Linked DNA regions of Sus scrofa: regions 2, 3 and 4 are each linked to region 1. Evidence: chromatin contacts called from public Hi-C and targeted proximity ligation data. All regions are on one chromosome and are shown on one strand. The core of a region is the stretch at or near the end of the contact, and the rest is flanking DNA. Distances in the headings are between cores, read along the strand shown.

The links. Hi-C and Micro-C count contacts between places; a contact is called where the count stands out from the background.
Region 2: a contact with region 1 is called in a Hi-C map of retroperitoneal adipose tissue, with 2.2 times the contacts expected there. A contact is called at or near these places in 1 of 5 promoter capture datasets (fetal liver), 14 of 47 Hi-C or Micro-C datasets (alveolar macrophages, embryonic fibroblasts, fetal heart ventricle and 11 more) and 1 of 2 datasets of targeted methods (alveolar macrophages).
Region 3: a contact with region 1 is called in a targeted proximity ligation map of alveolar macrophages. A contact is called at or near these places in 4 of 47 Hi-C or Micro-C datasets (embryonic fibroblasts, liver, retroperitoneal adipose tissue and 1 more) and 2 of 2 datasets of targeted methods (alveolar macrophages and skeletal muscle).
Region 4: a targeted proximity ligation map of alveolar macrophages shows a contact between it and region 1. A contact is called at or near these places in 2 of 5 promoter capture datasets (fetal liver and liver), 2 of 47 Hi-C or Micro-C datasets (embryonic fibroblasts and skeletal muscle) and 1 of 2 datasets of targeted methods (alveolar macrophages).

The regions. Positions count from the first base shown.
Region 1 is chr4:93,891,384-93,894,622 of Sscrofa11.1, reverse strand. It overlaps SEMA4A (semaphorin-4A), which reads left to right and starts at 1,628. Exons shown (of 15, transcript XM_021089686.1): 1 at 1,628-1,703.
Region 2 is chr4:93,644,031-93,647,269 of Sscrofa11.1, reverse strand. No RefSeq gene overlaps it. Among named protein-coding and RNA genes, the nearest start is that of MIR9-1, 15 kb to the left of the region's middle.
Region 3 is chr4:94,083,455-94,086,693 of Sscrofa11.1, reverse strand. It overlaps RXFP4 (relaxin/insulin like family peptide receptor 4), which reads left to right and starts at 1,599. Exons shown (of 1, transcript NM_001005844.1): 1 at 1,599-2,720. The coding sequence starts at 1,599. The coding sequence ends at 2,720.
Region 4 is chr4:93,757,288-93,760,526 of Sscrofa11.1, reverse strand. GLMP (glycosylated lysosomal membrane protein) reads right to left here and starts at 1,588. Exons shown (of 5, transcript XM_005663295.3): 1 at 1,426-1,588; 2 at 281-481; 3 at 1-159. The coding sequence starts at 1,545.

The DNA of each region.
Region 1 (3,239 bases), core at 379-2,878:
GGAGGCCGGTGGCTACAGCTCCAATTAGACCCTAGCCTGGGAACCTCCATATGCCACAGGAGCAGCCCTAGAAAAGACAAAAAGACAAAAAAGACAAAAAAAAAAAAGACAAAAAAAAAAAAAAAGATATATCTGGGATCCATCCATTTTCACCATCATCACCATCTCTTGGCTGGGTTGTGGCATTAGTTTTCGAACTGGTCTCCTGACCTTGCTCCATATGCTTAATTCTCCAAACAGCAGCGAAGTGGTCCTTTAATAGGTCATTCCTCTGCTCAAGAACTTTCCCAAAGCACTCAGTACAAAAGCCAAAGTCCTCAAAACGGCATGCAAAGCCAGGCAAGATGACCCCCACCTGGTTTCTCACTCTTCTCCCTCATGCTCACTCCACTCAAGCTGCAGTGACTGCCCAGGTAATTCCTAGAACACACCAAGCACACACCTGCCTCAGGACATTTACACTAATGTTTTCCTCTGCCTGGACCACGTTTCCTATCACATATCTGCTTGTTTCAGGTCTCTATTCAAATGTCACCAGCCAGTAAAGCCTTCTCTGACTAAATTTAATAAAATAGGGAGTTCCCACTGTGGCTTAGTGGTAACAAATCCAACTAGTATCCATGAGGATTGTGGGTTCGATCCCTGGCCTCGCTCAGTGGGTTAAAGATCCAGTGTTGCCATGAGCTGTGGTATAGGCCAGTTGCTACAGCTCCGATTGGACTTCTAGCCTGGGAACCTCCATATGCTGTGGGTTTGGCCCTAAAAAGACAAAAGGCAAAAAAAAAAAAAATTCCATGGGCATGAGGGAGCCAGGGGGGATTTTTGGTCTGAGGCTGAGTGATATGAGAACTGAGGTTTCACGCTTGCTCACGGCTATCTTTCATTTCCACTTCTTTTTCCCTCTCCTTATATGTGTATATCTCTCAGCTGCCCCTGCCCCTCCATGGCCAGAAGTAACTGGATAAGTCATTTTCCTTTTCTATAGCCTCTCAGGGATGGGAGAGGGAGGGGCTGAGCAGGGACCCTTTGTCACTCAGCCTCCCGGGTGTCTCAGTGCTCCTACCCAGAGGGGCAGCAGATGAAGACATGGAGAGGCCGCTGGGAGAGGAAGGTGCCACCTGCCCCCACCCTCCACCCCCTAGATTGACCTTGAGGTGCTGGCTCCCCCCCCACCCCCCCGGGGCCTCAGGCCCTTACAATCCTTGGGCTGATTCTCCGTGCTTAGTACCAGTCAGTGCCAGCTGGCAGCTCTCACCGGAGACTGAGGTGACACGAATATGGCGGAGGAGGGGAGGAAGTGGGCAAGGGCCCAAGAGGAATAGGGGCCAGGATTCGAGGGGGTGGTAATCATAGGCTGGGTGGTCAAGATGGGTGTCGCATGGGACAGGCTAGACTGAGGAGTCTAGAGGTTTCCAGAAGACTAGAGGATGTGTCAGGACCCCCCACTCTGGCCTTCCTGTCCCTGGCAGACTTAATCCTCTCCCTGCCACCCACTTTTCTCTACCTCTACCCCCTTAAGCCGCCCCTGGCTAATTCTCCTTGGTCCCTTTAAGAGCTGCCTGGGAACTGGGGCACCAGAGGGGGCTGGCAGGGCCCCCACCCCCTCCCCCTGCCCTGCCCGCCTCTGCTCCGCCCCTTGCCCGGTACAGACTCTGCTGGAAGCCTTGGACGCCTGGGTTAGGGTCTCCACTGCTGGGCTGGGGGTAAGGCTTGAAAGGGGTGGGGAAGGGGGACCTCGGTCCCCAGGGTGGGGTGGAGGGGAGGCGGGAGGCCAGTTTCCTAGCGCTGTGGACATGAACTATCTGTGTGCCAACTCCAGTGGATAACGTAGGGAGCCCTCTGGGAGGATGCTTGGGCCTCAGACTAGCGGGTAGGGCAGCCCTAAGGATCTTGGGGGACAGTGACTAGAGGGCAGGATGCCTGGGTCTCCTCACCCTCCACTCCCCCTTCGTATTTTTCTGGGACCTTCATTTGCTAACCTCCATTCAACCACCCCCCTGCGTCTCCTGAAATTAAAGACATAGGATCCTGACCCCTTGTCTTCCACAGATGGGGAAACTGAGGCTGAGCAAACCAGAGGAAATGGAGTTGTGTGGGTCATGGCAGGAGAAATAGAGGTTAGGCTGCAGAAAGGTTCTCTGTCCTTCTCTACCCCAGACAACTAGACATGGGAACTTGGGTGTCCAGCTCACCCCAGCAACTTTGTAACTACAGCCTTGGCCAGCACCCGGGTCTAAGTCCCTGCCCCCCTCAACAAGACAACTTAGCTCTTTACTGGAAGTTTTTGCTTTTTGTTTGTTTGTTTGTTTTTAGGACTGCACCCGAGACATATGGAAGTTCCCACACTAGGTGTCAAATCATCGGAGCTGCAGCTGCTGGCCTACACCACAGCCACAGCAACACGGGATCTGAGCCGCATCCACGACCTACCCCACAGCTCATGGCAACACAGGATCCTTAACCCACTGAGCGAGGCCAGGGATTGAAACCGTGTTTCTGGATTCGTTTCTGCTGTGCCACAACGGGAACTTCTTTCCTGGATATTTTGATTTCCACATATCAGAGCCAGGAGAGGCTCCCAAAAGCCCAGCTGGGTAACCTGGAATGAAGTGGAGCCCGGGGGCCTGTAGACTCCTCTACTCTACTCCCCTGGTTTATTTTGCAAATGTAGCCTGTTCTAGTTCTGCCACTCTGTGGCAGGACTGGGCCCAGTTCCCCTAAAGGGGAAGGGACTCGGGGCAGGGACCCAAGGACCCCCCCCACCCCAGGTGTAAAGGCTTTCTGCAGTCCAACTTCCTGTTACAGTCCTAGTTCAGTGTCCCTGCCACCTGATTGCAAGTCAGCCCTTCCCCTCCTGCCATGGGTCCCAGTCCTGAGGGAGAAGAGCCTGAAGTAGGCACACTAGTCCCCAAGGCCTCGGAGCTGAGGGCACAGAGGATGGCGTGTCAGGAAGTGGTGGGAATGTGATAGCAGTTCTGCTCAGAGTCCACTTCTGCTTTCAGCCCATGTCCTTCTTGCCCTGCCCCAGACAGAAATGCTCACCCATTGCCCCAACCCAGACCTAAAGGGGAAGCAGGCTTGGCCTGTAAAACCCTCTGCCCTGGGCCTGCAACAGCACACTCACTTCCTTCTTCCTAAAAATACTAAGTCTAGAGATGAGCCAAGCTCAGGTGGGCTGGAAAACCACAATTTTACCTATGTGAATCAGAGAGGGCAAGTGCCCTGCCTAGGATCACACA
Region 2 (3,239 bases), core at 535-3,034, 250 kb after region 1:
CCTCAGTTCTGCCTGTTTCTTCCCTAGGCTCAGCTCAGAAATGGTGCGCAGATGTGCAGCTTCATCAAGCACATCCCTCTGCGTGCATCTGGAGTCTATCGGACAATGGATCGAACCCTCCCTGGGCCGCCCCTTAGACACCCATCTCCATGCAGCCTGGCATTCCTCGATGGGGATTCGCCCTCTTGGTGTTTCTATTTTGAGCTAGGCACTTTCCTGCTGCTGTGGATTTCCTGTAATGTCACTGAACTCCAAACCTATGGAGCTCTGTGTGTGCACATAAATATCTTATCTTCTCTCCTACAAAATTAATCTCCCTAGCAATCCAATTGGACATCTGTAAACCACACATTGCCCTGTGGGGTTGTCAGGAGCTGTCTGTGCATGGAGTGGGTTTGCGTATGGCATGAACACGTTTATGTTTTTACCTGGCACCGTCTATATGTACCGACACCTGCCTGCAGTCAGGCTCCACTATCATCCAGCATGTCTGGCCACCACTGGTGCTGCTATGGCCCAGGGCATCTTCCAAAACTAGGACTTCTGCGGTGCAATTCAGATAGTCTTTTACCCCAAAATTTCCCCCCACCCCCCTGCTAAAGCTGCCAAAACTCCCCTTTTTATGGCTTGATAATATATCAGATACGCCTGTTTCTCCCACAAACCAGTCTTTCCCCATAGAGTTCCCATGGCACCAAACAATCGCGGCTGCCCTGGAAAGGAGACAGACCTTGCCACAGAGGCTCAGGCTAGCACGCCAGCTTGATAACAAAACCTATGAGCTGGTGAGATTTTCTACTTGACATCTCCTTAAGTGTGTATTGGTACCTATATTTGTATACATATGTTACTTTTATTCTTAGAACCATATACATCTCCTCTGCTCATTTTCACAAAAATAATGGTCTCCATGTGGGCACCTGGCCAAACACTGGCACTGTGTGTGATACATGTGGCACAGAATACATACTGGCACACATATCCCATGCCTGCTTTATACTCTAACATGGTGCCATTTTCTTGGTGCAGTGCCCGCTTCTGTCTGCTTCACAGAGGGTTCTTTAGGTCTGATGCTCATTTCTGGGGCTCAGGCTCTTGGGTTGGGGCTGGATCTCTCAGCTAAACAAGCAGGCAATATTCCTCACCTCTGGAGCCCCACAACCTGAATCTAGGCAGAGGCACTGAACACTGGGTGGCTGTGGACACGGCTACTGCTGTGCCTGCTGATGAGACCAGGCAGGTTCCTTTCCCACAGCCTATGCTCTCCCCAGGGTCACCATTGCTTTGAGTTAGCATTGAAATCCCTCGGAGCTGCAGTATGTGTGTCTTCCCGCATCTCCGCGCTTTGTGTGTGTGTGTGTGTGTGTGTGTGTGTGTGTGTGTGTGTGTGGTTTGGGGCTGTAAGTGTGACATTTGTTGATCTCGCTGTGTTTGTAGGTGAGTGCTGTGAACGCGCGCGCCCTTGAGTCGGCTGTGAGGCTCCGTGTCTGTGTAGTTCGTGGACGTTGGTCTGCGGGCCCCCGAATCCCAGTGTGTGTGGATCTGTGGCCTCTACGCGTGAACTGCGGGTCTGTGCCTCTGTCCCTGGGCCCGGTCAAAGCCAGGCCGGAGCACGCCCGTGCAGCCCCCGCCGGCGCCCCTGCCTCTTACCGCCGCTTTCGCGGGCAGCAGCGGCTTCGGCTCCCGCTTCCGACAAAGTCCAGGCTCCGCAGCGATGCGGGGCTCGGGCTCGCCGGACGGCGCCAAGGGGGCTCCGGGTGGGAAGGGCAAGGCGTGGGAGCACCCTCGCTTCCTCCCCAAGGCGGGACGACCACGGAAGCCGCCGGACGCTGGGGTCGCACTGCCGCGGGCGCCCAGGAGAGGAAATGAAAGCACGAGAAGAGCCGAGGGAGGCGAGAAGTGAGCAGAAGAAAATAGAGAATCGGAAACAGAGAAAAAGGAAAAACAAAACCCACTTGAAAAGAAATAAAACGTTAAAACAAAAGCGATAAAATAACACTAAATGAAATAAAAAGGAAACACACCAAAGGCATTTAAAATGTTAAACTAAATTACGGAAAAGGCAAGGAAACAAAATGGAAAAGAAAAGGCTCCAAGGCGCCCGAGGCGAAAGGGGGCCTAGACGGGGCGACGCGGCGTTTGAGAGCTTCGGGGATCCCGGCAGCTGCGGCCGGGCCGAAGCCCAGCCCGCGGGGCCTCCTCTGCTCCCCGCCAGCTCCTGGGACCCGGGTCGGGCGAAAAACTCCGCTGGAGGGTCTGTTAGTCCCCACTCCCCAAGTCCAACAGCGGCGGCACTGAGGACCCCATACCTCCGCTGCCCCTCACCTCTGCTGCTGAACCCATCGCCGGGGAAAATAAAACAAAAAATGATCCTCAGATCCCCCGCCTGGCAGGGTCAGTTGTCCCTAAGGTTCGTATTCTTGGCCGAAGGCCCTTGTAGACCCTCGCGGTGCTCAGCAGAGCGTCGTCGGGAAAACCCTAGCTGGGTGAGAGTGGGGGACTGGGGATCTGCGGCCGCGCCGCTCCCTGCAGCGGCTCAGGGCTCCAGCCCCAGGCGGGAAGTCCTGACTGTGGTGCGGGGACTGGGGGCTGAGTAATTAATAACCGGGAGAAGCTAGGATGTAAGGGTAAGGGGAGCCTGGCAAGTGGAGGAGAAGGACGATGTGAGAGACAGAGAAGAAAAGAGGAGGCCAAGATAGGGGTGGATAAGAGAGGAAGAGATGCTGGAGAGAAGGAAACAGAGAGATACATAATGGAAAAGAGAGAGAGAAAAGGTGGTGGAAGGGCAGCAGGCAGCTCAAGGAGTTTGGCCAGAGGCCCTGACACCTCTTTCCCTCAAGCACTTTTGCCAAAGCTGCCAAATTCTGCATTTAGACCATGGGTTTCCAGTAGCAGATGGAAAGGCCACAACTCAGTAGCCTGCAATAGGCTCTAGAGAGTTAGAAACATGTAAACCCTGCAGAACTGTCTGTGGCTCTCAGAAGCAAAGAAAGGAGACATAGAGACTGTGAGGCACTAGGGAAGCTCTAACATCTTAGGGCAGGGAGAAGGTGCCTAAGAGACAGACCCAGCAAGCTGAAGTCCTTCGATCAAGGTGCAGAGCCGATTCCGAGATCCCAACCACCAAAAAGCTGGCTGAGTTCAGAGCTGACCCATAAGCCCCAGCTGATTTCAGTATCCTGGACTCAGTGGCCATTTCACTCCCAGAACACCTGAATAAATACCTACCCTGGTTCCCT
Region 3 (3,239 bases), core at 350-2,849, 190 kb before region 1:
TGGCCCTGAGAGACAGAGTGATTGGCATGAAGTCACGCAGGAGCACTCCCTGAGGCCAGCAGGTGACCCCTGGGGCTCACCTGAACTTGGGCTGGGCACTCCCCTTCTGCTAACCACTTCACACGTATCCCTTGCTGAAGGACCCAAACATCCTGGCACGCAGTCTGGATCTCTTTCACCTCTGGGCTTCTCCTATAGGGTTCCTCAGACCAGCTGTTGATTATCCTGACAGGGCTCCTCTCCTCCCCCAGCATTCAAGGGAACTGAACATCAAACATCTTAATGGGTTGGCACAGGGCAGGAAGGTGTTGAATATTTTGGAATCCTTGAAAAAGCATTATTCCTTTATCTGCACCCTGCCCTCCACACCCCCATCTCCTCTCCTTTCTCTCATCACAGCAAATTCTGCAACGGTTAGGGCTATGGGCACAAAAGGGAAGGACCCATTGAGGCATTTTTTCCAATTAGGACTGAGATCATGAGGAGACAGGATGGGGTGTGGTGAAGGTGTATCTCAGCATCCGCAGCTCTGAAACGCGGTTTGGGGGTTGGAGGAGAGAATGGAGGCACCATTGACCTCAGATTAGAGCAGGAAAGTGTGAAATGGCTGTGGGCGTTAGTGATCGAGGCTAGCAGGACTTCTTAGCAGGAAGAGAACCAAGGGCATGCCCCAGGGCCACTCAGGTCCTCATAGGCTGCATTCCCAGTGGGGAGGGAACAGGAAGCTGTGACTTCCTCTCCCCTTTTCTTCCCTGCTTTTAGCCTCAAGGTCACTTGCTGCTGCAACGAATTCCAACCTGTGTTTTCGTTGGCGCTGTTCCCTGGCCATGGTGTTAATAACTGCTTAGTACCTTGCTCCCTTCTGCCACAAAGGCCCCCAACTTTTCCTTTGAAATAATAACCATTTGTGCAAATAGCAAGGCACAAAGTGCCCTTTCATATGTGTCATCTCATTTTATCACACTAATCCCGTGAAGAGAGATTTTAATTTGAAAAATTTAAGTAAGGAAACTGAGGTTCAGAGGAGGGAAGAAATTCACTAAAGTCACAGAGTGGTAGTAGAATTGGGACTCCAGAGCCTTGCCTGCCCCTACGCCCCCTCCCAGCCCACCTCCCCAGGTGCCCAGGGAGCACTTTCTGCAGAGAAGGGGGCCCCTGAACAGTTAGGAATAGAGGGGGTTATAGTTTGGTTCCTGCCATCCCTCAGATGGGGTATCTCTGGTCCCCTCCCTGGGTGGAGGCTTGGGGCTGCCCTTCATAGTGGGATAATTTCCCCTTCCCCATTCCCTCTCTTCTGCATGGAGACACACGCACGCACGCAGGCACGCACGCACGCACGCACTTATCCCAGGGTTCTGGTCCTCCCTCACCCTGCCCCACCCACCCCAAGACCAACAGAGAAGAGGCAGGTTGTCCCTCCAGGACCCGCCCTATGAGGTATGACCGTGGGCTGGGCCTCCAGGCAGCCAGAGGCCCCAGAGAAGCAGAGAAGCGCTCAGATCTACAGCAACCTGCAGAGCGCCCTAGGCGGCCCCTACCAGCCTGGCAGACACTCGCTGGCCCCTCTGCCCTGCACCACTGACATCTGATGCCCTGCGATGCCCACACCCAATACCTCTGCCCCCCTGCCCGCTTTCTGGGTCAATGCGTCTGGAGGCAGCGTGCTGAGTGCTGATGATGCAACGATGCCTGTTGGATTCCTAGCCCTGAGGGTCATGGTTGCCCTGGCCTATGGGCTTGTGGGGGCCGTCGGCTTACTGGGAAATTTGGCTGTGCTGTGGGTGCTGGGTAACTGCGCTCGGAGAGCCCCTTGCCCACCTTCTGACACTTTTGTCTTCAATCTGGCTCTGGCAGACCTGGGGCTGGCACTCACTCTTCCCTTCTGGGCAGCTGAGTCGGCGCTGGACTTCCACTGGCCCTTCGGAGGTGCCCTCTGCAAGATGATCCTGACAGCCACCGTCCTCAACATCTATGCCAGCATCTTCCTCATCACGGCGCTGAGTGTTGCCCGATACTGGGTGGTGGCCATGGCTGGGGGACCAGGTACCCACCTCTCGCTCTTCTGGGCCCGTGTGGCCACCCTGGCAGTGTGGGTAGCAGCTGCCCTGGTGACGGTGCCCACGGCTGTCTTTGGGGCTGAGGGCGAGTTGTGTGGCGTGCGGTTGTGTCTGCTGCGCTTTCCCAGCAGGTATTGGCTGGGGGCCTACCAGCTGCAGAGGGTGGTCCTGGCCTTTATGGTGCCACTGGGCATCATCACCACCAGCTACCTGCTGCTGCTGGCCTTCCTGCGACGGCGGCGACAGCGACGGCAGGACAACAGGGTTGTGGCCCGCTCCATCCGCATCCTTCTGGCTTCCTTCTTCCTCTGCTGGTTCCCCAACCATGTGGTCACTTTCTGGGGTGTCCTGGTGAAGTTTGACTTGGTGCCCTGGGACAGCACTTTCTACACCATCCATACCTATGTCTTCCCTGTCACCACCTGCCTGGCACACAGCAACAGCTGCCTCAACCCTGTGCTGTACTGCCTCCTAAGGCGGGAGCCCCGGCGGGCCCTGGAAGTCACCTTCAGGGACCTGAGAGCAAGGCTGTGGCCGCAGGGCCGGGGCTGGGTGGAACAGGTGGCCCTAAAGGAAGTGGGCAGGCGGTGGGAGGAGATCACCCCTAGGGATGGTGGCCCTTCTGCCATGCCCACCAACCGGGACAAAGGGACAGCTGGGTGAAGGGAGCAAGCTAATCCCCCTCTTTCTGGGGGTCTGCCAGGTCAGGTGCAGGATCCACGCATCCCAGGGAGAGAAAAGCTGGCTTCTCTGCTGTAATGTAACGCTCTCAGGGAGAGTCTGATCTTTGATCCCCAAGTCTGGCAGTGGGAGAATGGGGGAGGCCGGGGCCCAGATCAGGGCTGGGTAGGAAGAACCAGAAGTCTCCACGTGGAGATGGGAATGAAGAGGATCTGAGAATAAACCTCTGGAGCATCCACAAAGTGTGTGCACCTTTCATCCTGGTTCCACCTCCAGGTCAGTGTGGCCTAAAGGATTCTTTGTCCCGTGTCTGCCTCCTGTGAACTTTTCTAGGAAATTTTCCCTAAGGGTCCTAGGCTAATTGGCTCTATCCTCTCCATCCCACCTCCCTCACCTCAAATGGGTGTACCCTTGTCCTTCTTCTGGTGTTGGGGCCAAATGTGGCCTCCTCTGGCCATCTCTACCTTCTTACCATCTCAGTAGTGCCCTCAAAAACTTGGT
Region 4 (3,239 bases), core at 339-2,838, 130 kb after region 1:
GTCAGGGCCCTGGCTCAAGGTGGCTACCTCCAGCCCAAACAGGGAGCGGTTTCCCCGGGGAGTGGCCCCAACCAGAGCCACCTCTAGCTGGCAGGTGTCCGCTGTGTGCAGGAGGCGAGGGGGTTGTGCTGGTCGGCCAGATTTGGAGAATGCCTGCACCTAGGATGGAAGAGGCATGGGAGGCGTGGGAAGCAGGCAGATACCTGTGTTTGAAGGCGACCCTCATCAACTCCCACCCTTATCAACCAGCCTTTTGAGTTCTGATTCCCCATACCCTTACCCTGAGGGCCAAGCTGCCATTGGCAAAAGCCCCGGTAGGGTCGTGAATGGGGTGGCCTCGAAATGTGGCACTCAGGGTGGCAGGATCCAATGAATCAGTGATGTTGTTCCAAGAGAACTCAGCCAAGGAATACGGAGGATACGATTTTCTTGGAGGCTTTGTCACTGCATCGGATGTGTTGGTGCTGTCAAATTCAAACAGCTGGCGGGTGGGGGTGAGGAGGGACTGGGCTTGCCAGAGTCCAGGTTTCTCCTGAGTCACCACCCCCCAAGTCACTGCCCCCCACCCCCGGCTCTCATACCTCTATTTCATCTACCCCCAGTCTTCAGTTTCTCTAACTCAAATGAAGTCTCTCCTCTGTACTGATTCCCTTCGGTTTCCCCCAACCTCCTCACCCTGGTAAAGACAACGGCAGAAGAAAATTGGATGCTGTCTTTGGGGAGCACCATCAAGCTCCCTTCAGGGTCAGAGGAGATCAGGAGGCTCCAGTTCACACGCAGGGTGCTGTGGGGGGTATTGGTGGCCACTAGTAGCACTGCTGGGGGCCCTAGGCTGCTCCACACATAGTGCAGTGTGGAGTTGGTACCCACTGCATGGATATGAAGCAGGTTCTGGGGAGGGTCCAGCCCGTCAGAGATGACCTCCAGAGACACCTAGAACATGGAGTAGTGGGAGGGTCAAGGGAACAGGATCAGGGAGAGACACAGGGCAGATGTTTGGGGACAGGGAAGGGGGCTTGGGAAATGATGGGGAAACGGTGGGACCTTGGGGCCTAGGCAAGAGCAATGCTTGTGGGAGCTAAGAGATTCCTGCTGTAAGGAGAGGTGGGTAGAGAAAACGGCCTTGACTCTAGTGGAGAGATAAGGACACAGGGCTGAGAGAAGAAAAAAAAAAAAAAAATCCAATACTTGCCTGGATCTGGCTTACTCAGGGCTAAGTCAGAGTTCAGATTTCCCGGGAAGACAGGAAGCCCTCATACATCCTACTTCTCAATTCTGTCCCATGATCCATGGCTGTCCCCACCCCCAGGGTTGAAGAAACTCTTCTCAATGCAAGCACCCTCCACCCCCACCTCTCGGTTATCCTAGATTCCAACCACCCTTCAAGGCAGCACATCCTGAAACAGGATTGCTCTAGTCCCTCACCTGGCGGGTTTCCTCCCCCAGCAGGCCAAAAGGAGCTGCTGTCAGAAGTAGACTCAGGAGGAGCACGGGGCTGGGGACATAGTGCCCCCAACCCCGGCAGGGCTCCTCACAGCTACCCATGCAGTTCTAACTTCAGAGGGCGGAAGAGACGCTGGGTCATATGACTCAGAGATTCAGCTGATCTCTTTAAAGGGCGGGGCCATCACAGCAGTTCTTAAAGAGACCGCCTCCCTTAACTCAGATTTAGGCTTGCGTGAGAATAGAATCAGAAAGGTTAAGCGGAGAGTTCTCTGATGGCCTAGCGCGTTGAGAATCCTATGTTCTCACTGCTGTGGCTCTGGTTGCTGCTGTGCGGCGTAGGTTCGATCCCTGGCCCAGGAATTTCCGCACACTGACCGTGTGGCAAAAAAGGGAAAAAAAAAAAAAAGTTAAGCATTGTTCATCATCCCCAACTGAGCTGGCAAGCAAGTCATCCTGGCCTAGATTGGCAGACATATTCCCAAATATTCCCAACCTCTCCTACCCAACTGTCCCACTAAACTAAGCTGTAAGTGGGCATGTTGTCTGGATTCAAGATTCAAATGGAATCTGCAAAACGACTCTGAGGCAGGGAAGGCACAGAGGAAATTTGAAGGAATGTGGGGCGGTGGGGGCAGGGGATAGCACACCTCAGAGGGAACTTTTTGTCAATTATTACTATTTACTGAGTTTCCAGGTATGCACATTCTTGTCTGGAAGAGCTCACAATTTTATGGTTGAGAAAAGAAACTTCAGAAAATAGAAAATGAAAGCAGTATTTTTCAAAGGGAGTTGATGTCTGGCTAAACAAATGCTTTTTTTTTTTTTTGTCTTTTTGCCATTTCTTGGGCCACTCCAGCGGCATATGGGAGGTTCCCAGGCTAGGGGTCAAATCAGAGCTGTAGCTGCCGGCCTATGCCAGAGCCACAGCAGCGCAGGATCCAAGCTGAGTCTGCAACCTACACCACAGCTCACAGTCGGATTGTTAACCCACTGAGCAGGGGCAGGGATCGAACCCGCAACCTCATGGTTCCTAGTCAGATTCGTTAACCACTGCGCCACGATGGGAACTCCTGAATGCACTTTTTTTTTTTTTTTTTGTCTTTTGCCTTTTTGTTGTTGTTGTTGTTGTTATTGTTGCTACTTCTTGGGCCGCTCCCGCGGCATATGGAGGTTCCCAGGCTAGGGGTTGAATCGGAGCTGTAGCCACTGGCCTACGCCAGAGCCACACCAACGCGGGATCCGAGCCACGTCTGCAACCTACACCACAGCTCACAGCAACGCCGGATCGTTAACCCACTGAGCAAGGGCAGGGATCGAACCCACAACCTCATGGTTCCTAGTCGGATTCGTTAACCACTGCGCCACGACGGGAACTCCACTGAATGCACTTTTTGATTTGGGTTTTTTTTTTTAGCCTAATCCTAAAATTATTTGACTAAAAATAAATGCACATGGTATAATATTCGTAAGGTACCAAAGGATTATCACCCCTTCTCCTCTGCAACCTGGGTCCTTCCTTGAGACAACCGCTATTACCAGCTTATGTATCCTTCCTAAAAACATTCTATGCAATGCTCAAGCATATATATCTATTGCATACTACATACATATATGTATACACATATACTATGTATCCTGGAATCCAAGTACTGTTCTGCAGTTTGCTCTTTCACTTATATATTGAGGATTGCTCTGTATCAATGCACTTGGAGCTGCCTTATTCTCCAGTCTTTCATTGCAGGGGAAAATGTTCCCTGAATATATTTAGCCAGAGCCTTGATAGTTTGCAACAC